Linked DNA regions of Dromaius novaehollandiae: region 2 is linked to region 1. The links are chromatin contacts, called in public Hi-C maps. All regions are on one chromosome and are shown on one strand. Each heading gives the region's core, a stretch centred on a gene start, on an enhancer-like site or on the middle of the called end of the contact. The rest is flanking DNA. Distances are from core to core; before and after follow the strand shown.

Region 1 (3,894 bases), core at 430-2,929:
GTCTTGAAGTCTTCCCCACGTGAGGCTCAGAGCGTGAAAGCGCTCCGGTTCAACATGAGCTTGAACCTAATGTGTCCCACAGGCTGTTGAAAACCAGGACACTCTCTCACTTCAGGTTCTCTCCCCAGAGGGGGTTTAATATCAGCCTGTTTGCCCTCATCCAAAAAAAAGTAAATAAGCATTTAGCTTGGTAAAAATACAGACCTGACCAGGTCACTGTCTTTCTTAAAACAACATTATGGCACTCATTCAGCCCAGTTTGATCTTTCTCCTCCAAACAATGCAAAATGTTATAAACCCTATTAAAATGTTTCTAATAGAACTTAACTGTATGGACCATCATGCATTTGAGAACAAAAAGATATGAGAGTAATTAAATTATAACAACAACTACTGCTTAATGGAACTGAGGTAAACAGATTGCATCTTGCTACATCCACGGCAAGTGGAAAAGGTGGAACCACGCACTCAGTTATACTTGAAATCCTCTCTTTTGAAAAAAAAAATCTTCTTCAATACTGTTTGTCTTCAATAACATAACTTTGGAATTACAAGTGCATCTGAAACTGGAAAGTTCAAAAAGTTACTGTATCCAGATCTGACTTTCATGCCGTTTTATTGTTATTGATAAGCAGGGCACACTCAAAAAGCTGCAGGGAATTGACTTCAGCACTTCCTTTGTAAAATATGCAAAGGTAAATCCCACAGGTCAACAGTTTCTCAGTGAAGCTGTCACGGAGTGACAGCACACTGGCCACTGCATTACCTCCACGTACACGGGCTTTACACGATGCCAGCGCACTAGTAAGTTCACTGGCCAGCCTCATCACGGGTACGATGGCCCTGATTTGCCCAGTGACAAACACCTGTGAAGGACTTCGCTTGCCTGGTGCAACCTCACACGGCTTCCTTGCACATATGGGCCTGACAAAAGTTAAGTACTTTCTTTATGACAGCTGTAGCTTTCCCCCCCCCGCCCCCCAAAAGCCTGCCTCCCAGGTCTCCGAGCAGCTTTCACGCACGAGCCTTCCAACCTGCCAGATTCGGGCTCCTCGGAGCCTGCGAGCCCTGACACACACGCGCCCCTCCGCACACGCGCTGGCAGACCTCCCCCGCGCTACCTGCGCGCAGCTCCCACGCCGCGAGCCCCGACCCGCTCCGCCGGGACGCCGCCCGGGCCGGGGCGCGGGCCCTCGGGGCGCCCGAGCCGCTGCTCGCCGCCCGGCACCGCGGACCCCGCCGGCCGCAGCGCGGAGCCCGGCAGCGCGGACGCCGCCCGCTGCGCTGCCGCGGGGGCCCGCGCCTGAGCCGCGCCGCGCAGGGGGGGCCGGGCCGGGCCGGCGGAGGGTCCGCACAGCCCCGCGGGGCCGGGGCGAGGTCCCGCCGCACCTACCTCTGCGCAGGGCTGTCCGCGCCGGGTCCCGCGGGGCAGCCACGCCACGGTGCCGCTACGCCATGGGCGCCGCGCTGCCGCACCGCACCGCACCACACCGGACGGGTCGGGTCGGGTCGGGCCGCGAGCGGTCGCCGAGGCCGGCCGCTACTGCCCGGCCCGCGGCGCGCGGGAGGAGGCGGCGGCAGCGGAGGAGGAGGAGGAGGAGGAGGAGGAGGAGGCGCGCAGCCGCCCGCCCGGCCCCCAGCCCGCGAGTAACCCCATGGCGCGGCAGCGCCGCGCACACGGCGGGGCGGGCGGGCGGGAGGCGGCGGGCGGCGCCGCGCCGCCATTGGGCGGGAGGCGGGGCCGGCGCCGGGACGGCCCCGCCGCTGGGCTCCTCCCGCCGCCGGCCGCCCCGCCCCGCCCCGCCCCGCCCCGCCCCGCCGGCCCCGCCCCGCCCCTGGTCCAGCGGGGCCGCGTAGGCGCTGCGGGGTGCTGCACATAACGTGCGGCGCTGCTGCGGCCGCTGCGCCGGGAGAGCGTTACCGTCAGGGCAGCTGGGCTGGCTAAAGACCCGCGGAACTGCGCTCCGGCCCCAGCGATGGCCATGAGCCGGTGCTCAGCGGGAGCGTGTGGACGGGGCAAGACCAGCTGTGGCACAGCTGTCCCCGAGCGCGGAGCTCGTGGGTGGGCTGTTACCCTCGGACAGGCCGATGCTAAGGCAGAAGATACTCGGAATGAGTTACAGTCAAACCAGTGCAGATGACTCTCTCTACAGTAAACAAAATAGTCCAAATCAGTTGATTTTGTTACTTTTGGTCTCTCTAGTAACCCAGCTCAGCAGTACTTACCCCCTTGAGCAAGGACGGTGGAAGAAGTAGCTTTTGAGTCAGTCTATTAAGACTACAAGGACAGGTTTGTGGAGCTGTACTGCTCTTATTCCCTATATATCCTGTGAAAGTAATAGCAATAGTTAGCATTTTGCAAACAAACAAATTTGAGATCCTGTTTTCCCTCTTCCACAGCAAAGCTCCCATCAAGGAGAGCAGAACTGAGCCCTAATCCTCCTCCTCCTACTACTACTAAATAAGAAATATTCTTGTATACCTATGGGGAACAAGCGGAGATAAAGAGAAATGAAGAAGAGTTTCAGAATGGTTCAACAAAAATTTACTAGTTTAATCTGCTTTCTTACTATGGGGCATTTGATTTTTAATGGTGCTGCATGACTTCATTAACAATCAGGGATGTGTGTCCCTGAATCTCAGTCCTGAGTTCCCACAGCTGCCTAAGAAAGAGGAGTGTTAAGAGAGGTCAGACACATTTTATTCGCTTGTGTCTTGAAATGCCAGGTTGCAACCTAAAATAATCTATTACCACCTATACTTAAGTTTGTTTTTTCCCTATCTGGATGAGTCTTATTCATGCAGTACTGTTGCATGTGCTATAAGTCAGTAAATGCCCTGATCTTATCAGGTGCTTGAGCACCCCTTTTTAGCAGCAATGCTGAGCACCTCAAAGACTAGACCTCAAATCTTTGACATTATCTCTACGTAAGAGACCTTTAGCAAGTAAATCCAATGGTTGCCATAATAAGAATTCAGTTTACATTAAATATTTCAGTGAACAGTCTTGCAGAACCTGCAGAAACAGGTAAATACAAGTTCAGGCTGCTTCTTAGCTGCCTAAACCCAGTTACACAATTTTTGGTTTATTTTTTAGTGTTTAAAAAGTTGAACATGTTGGAGCATGACATACTCCACTCTTATCACTCTCCGTCTATATGTAGGATGTAAAATCTTTGCAAGAGAGACGTGGAGGTGGGGGAAGTCCCTTCAACAAAGAAGAAAATTAATATTCTACAGCACTAAAAGTTACATATGTATTTCAATGCATATTGTGTGTCTACTTCATTTCCGCTAGCTGAAATTCCAGAGTACTGATTAAAAATGGGATTGAAACTTAAGAGAAAGTAATGATTTTTATTTAAAGACCCATTTCGGTCCCAATTCTGCAAAGATTATATTAAACAGATTAAGTTCATTCAAATCAGCAGCCGTCAAAACCGATCAAGTTTATGAAGTTAGACGTGCACAAATCTTGGCAAAATCAGATTCTTTGTACATAGGTCTGATGCAAGCAAAATTATTTTCACTATTTGCACTGATTTCAGTTAAGAACTGATTCTTGTCCTTGGAACTAACTCTGTTAAGATACTAAGCATCCTTGACTGTACTTGAGGCTTTATGCTGCTTCTCCTGGTGTCCAAAAAAGTTCAAAACTTTCCAAGACATGCTCAGCACTGATTTTTATTTATAAGATAATATGTAACTCAGATTAGAGTTGATGTATACAAAGTTTAATGACTGAAGACATAAAAAATATCCACACTACAGTAGTTAGTTGCATGGTTTGCTTGACCTGAGAACGTGATCATATACAGTTGGTTTTGGCATTTTTTTTACAACATTTCATGGCAGAATAAATAGAAAATACCTAATTTCATATTAAAACCAAAG
Region 2 (3,894 bases), core at 823-3,322, 120 kb before region 1:
CATGACTCAGATCATTTTATTGCTTTTTGTTTTATGGAGAAAGGCCAACTTTTGTTTTAATACCAGTTCTTGGAGCAGCATGTTTACTAAAACTGAGAAGCTGGAGCTGAAGACAATGTTCTTCAGTCAGCTGGATCCCACATATCCGGACACATGACCAGTTTTCTTAGTGTAAAAAAAGAGGCTATCCTGCAAGTTTGACTTGATTTACTCTAAACATAACATGTAGAAAGTTCCCCTACAGTACCATAGTATTTGTAGCATTTATAATACATCGAACGATTCTCACCATTTCTTGTTAACTGTTTGCTGACAATAAATTACAAGCCCTTTGTTATTTGTATTGCCAAATCAAGCACTCAGAAGTTAAAAAAGCCAGGTTTATGACCCCTGATAAAACCTAGTTTTTGTCTGCTCTCTTCACATCCCTTCTAAATACGTGCCTAGGCTCTTATGGAAAAATCTAGCTCCTACTTGTATGTAAGCAAAGATCGCATCATAGTACGTATGCCCAAAAGATCATACTGAGGCCACATAGGAAACCATAAACGTGGCATTTTCTTAGTTTCAGTGCTCAAATCTGCAACCTTAATAACATTACAACATAGCCTCTTTAAAACAGAAGGACAAAACTAAGTTTATATAGCGTGCACCGTAGCTGCCCCCTCCCTTGAGATCATCATCAGAATATGAACCTGTGAACTCAGCACTGTAAGTAACCCAGAGAGAGACTAACTTCTACGTGAGCTACAGGACTAACTATGGCAGAGAGCAGCAACACAGCTGCTTTCCCAGTAAAGGAACAAGGAGAAAATGTTTTGCTAGATCATGGTCAGGAATGATTGAGAAAAATCAAAGGCTGGGAGATCTCCTTGTGAGTTTAGGCGGCGATGTATCTCCTGCTTCATGTGTTGCTCCCAGTCTGTGAGAGTAGCCGAAGAAAGGTACAGCCCAATTTTTCTTCCGTACTCAGGATTCGGTAAAGCTGCTGCTCAAGAGCGTTCACTCCAGTGGCAGGTTGATTGCTGGAAGCACATACTGTGCCCAGAGGGTTACACGGTGGGGACAAGCCATTTCCTCCCACAGGAGCTGCTCTGGTGCACTCGTGCCCTGTGTGCCGCTGCGCTGCCGGAGCGCTGAGCATTCCCGAGACCTCCTCTGGAATGCGAGTCACAGGGAGGAAGCGTGGATTTAACGCTTTGTATCTCAGGCCAAAGTCAACAGACTTTCACGGGATAAAGAAAAGGTACTTCTGCAGGCTGTTATGTATTCAAAAGTCTGCTGTAAACAAGGGAGGTCTCAGGATTTCTCACAGCAGAGGTTGCAAGTGTTGTTTGTAATGGAAACTGCCGGGTTCACTGCTGGCTCATGCTGCAATCACAGCTGTGAGCACATGTAAGGCCCCACAATACATAGCTTTCACCTTACATCCTACTGGTTTGGGAATGGGCAGGAAAGAAGGGATGGGGCAGGACAGAAGAAACACAAACTAAAACATTGCCAGGAGGCCAATGAGATGTTTAAAGGGAAGGTCAGAATCTGGCTCCTGAATTCAGCACTACGTTCAGCAGTTTACTTTTGTGAGCAATTCTGATTCTATTTTCCACAGTACAAGAAATAAGTGTACAGATATCCAATGAGTTGCAGGTTTCTAATTACATGTAACAGATCAGAATCTAGCCTCATTTATCTACAAAGAGCATGGGTTTAACTTTCATTGGAAACAGCTTTGTATCTCATCAGAATAAACTGCATCAAAACAGTGTCTTGTGTTACCATGCTGCCAAAGCTTTCATAAACCTAGCCTGGATATTTTCCCCTCCTAACTTGCTCCCCTGTCCACCAGCTGTTTGTGTACAGCAGGTCTCCCTTCCTTTTGTACTGAACAATAGGCAGTGACTAACAAACTCCCTTTCATTAAAACAAAATAAGCAAATAAACCAAAAAAAAAAACCCAGAAAACAACAAAACTGCTAATCCCTACCCCCAACAACATTAGAAAAAGCTGTTACCATTTGAATGTAGGAACTGCAGTTACTTGCATTCCCTCAGCAGGGCCCCTCAGCAGCCCTGCCAAGAGAACAGTTCTGCAGAATGTAGAACTGGCCCATATTCCCTGCTGTTAGCTCTTATTACAGTTTCACTGTCACCCATTTTACAAACCACATGATTACACATAGCTTTGTGTCAGCCACAGCATATCAATACAATCTGTATATATTTAACCATAAATTCATTTATAAGCTAAATACATGTTTTGTTTTGTTTTTTTTAAGTGACAAGCACAGCAACAGAGACTCCGTGCAAGCCAAAGAGCATTGTCTACTCCTCTCAGCTTTTCTTGTAAAGTGTCTTAGGAGGTATCTTCCCTTCAGTTTGGGGTGACAGCCCCTTCTCTCAGTGGCAACTCTCTGATGTAATTCAGTTTCCTCTCCTGTGCCTCACTTCTAGAATATTATCAGCATTTCTGATGTACCAGTCAGTTTGTGGAACAAAGATAAATTTTCACTGTGCTCAACAAAAGAATCCAAATAACAGTGAAATTATGCACACAGTCTAGTCTATTTGGACTGGCTGATTTTTACTACATCTTATTTCCTTATCACCTAGCTAATCTGTAAAAAAACCTTTTTTTTTTTTTTTTTTTTTTTTTTTAAAGAATATTCATGAAAAGTACTTAAGGAAATGCGGAGCAAATTATAGCTAAAGAGGCACCCCCATCTGCTTTCTTTGTGTAAACAGCTTCATGTATCTAATGTTACTGAACCAGAACTACTCAAAATGGACATGTCTCATCTATTGACAGTAAACAAGCTTTTACCCATCTGAATGTGACAACATGCACTTTATTATTCACACTTAGGAAAGCTGCCAGTTGTACTCCCTGTCCAGGAAGTCTGAATGTTTGCTTTTCTATCTCCATTTGCCAAATATAATTGGTTGCTATGTCAGTTTATTTTAAATCAGATCCCATAAAAAGGAGAAGTGGGGGAGGAAAGATGCTTTTAACTTCTCAATTTTGGAACATTTTATCCTGTTAACTTGGTACACTGTCTGAAGAAGAAAAGCCCTCTTTTAAGAGAGGGAGCTGACTGAATCTGTGCAACACAATGTTCAGCTTATATGGTTGGGGTAAGTTTACTTGCTAACTAATCAGACTGTGCATGTCCTTTCCTAAACATAGTCAGTTGTTCCCATTAAGAAAGACATGCATTCATAGATATTTACACAGTTAAATTCTGAAGGGTTTCCCCCACCCATGTACACTGCAAAAGTTTTGCTTCCTCTCAAGAGACCCAGGTAAATCTGGGTCATTGTAGCACATCTCCCCTATTTTCCCTTTTTCTTGGATCCTCTCCACATAGAAATAACACTGCTGTGGAAAGCTTTCAGCTACCTTTCAAGTGCTTTAACCAACTGGAGAAAGGATTTAAAATAGGGAAGTCCCTTTGGCAGAAAAGTAGGCTAAAATTCCTCTTCAGTTCCCACAATCATAGCTTCCTCCTCTCTCTTCCCCTACCACCTGTGTACCTTAGGACACCTGTACTCCATGTTGAACTGTTTCAGAGATTCTAGAGTATTTTTGATATTTTAGTAGAAAATCCCTGATTGTTCTCATTACTAAATTCAGCAAAAGCCTTACATGGAAAAAACCCCCACAACAATCCTTGCTCAACATTTTGATATGAAATTCTACGTACTTTGTAGTTCTCTGTTATCAGTTGCTTGAGGCTTTAATGTTAACAAACCTATTAAGATGAACAAAGAAGCTAATTCATGTAAAGCTTCCTCCATGCCAGAATGAGTCTACCAGGAGAGGCATACTGATAAAAGTGTATCGGCAAACCTTCTTACTACTGGCAAAAATGGTGTTCTTTTGCTGTATTGCTTATA

Evidence for each region. A called contact is a pair of places that touch in the nucleus more often than the background predicts.
Region 2: a Hi-C map of brain shows a contact between it and region 1, with 2.6 times the contacts expected there. The contact joins the enhancer-like site here to the promoter of TGFBR3 in region 1. A contact is called at or near these places in 2 of 4 Hi-C or Micro-C datasets (brain and liver).

Annotation. Positions count from the first base shown.
Region 1 is chr8:23,272,734-23,276,627 of bDroNov1.hap1, reverse strand. It overlaps TGFBR3 (transforming growth factor beta receptor 3), which reads right to left and starts at 1,679. Exons shown (of 17, transcript XM_064515926.1): 1 at 1,394-1,679.
Region 2 is chr8:23,395,704-23,399,597 of bDroNov1.hap1, reverse strand. The region is part of intron 16 of TGFBR3 (transforming growth factor beta receptor 3); the gene reads right to left. Among named protein-coding and RNA genes, the nearest start is that of CDC7, 79 kb to the left of the region's middle. Within about 2 kb of position 2,072, at least 2 of the 2 cell types and tissues checked have open chromatin away from gene starts, as enhancers often do.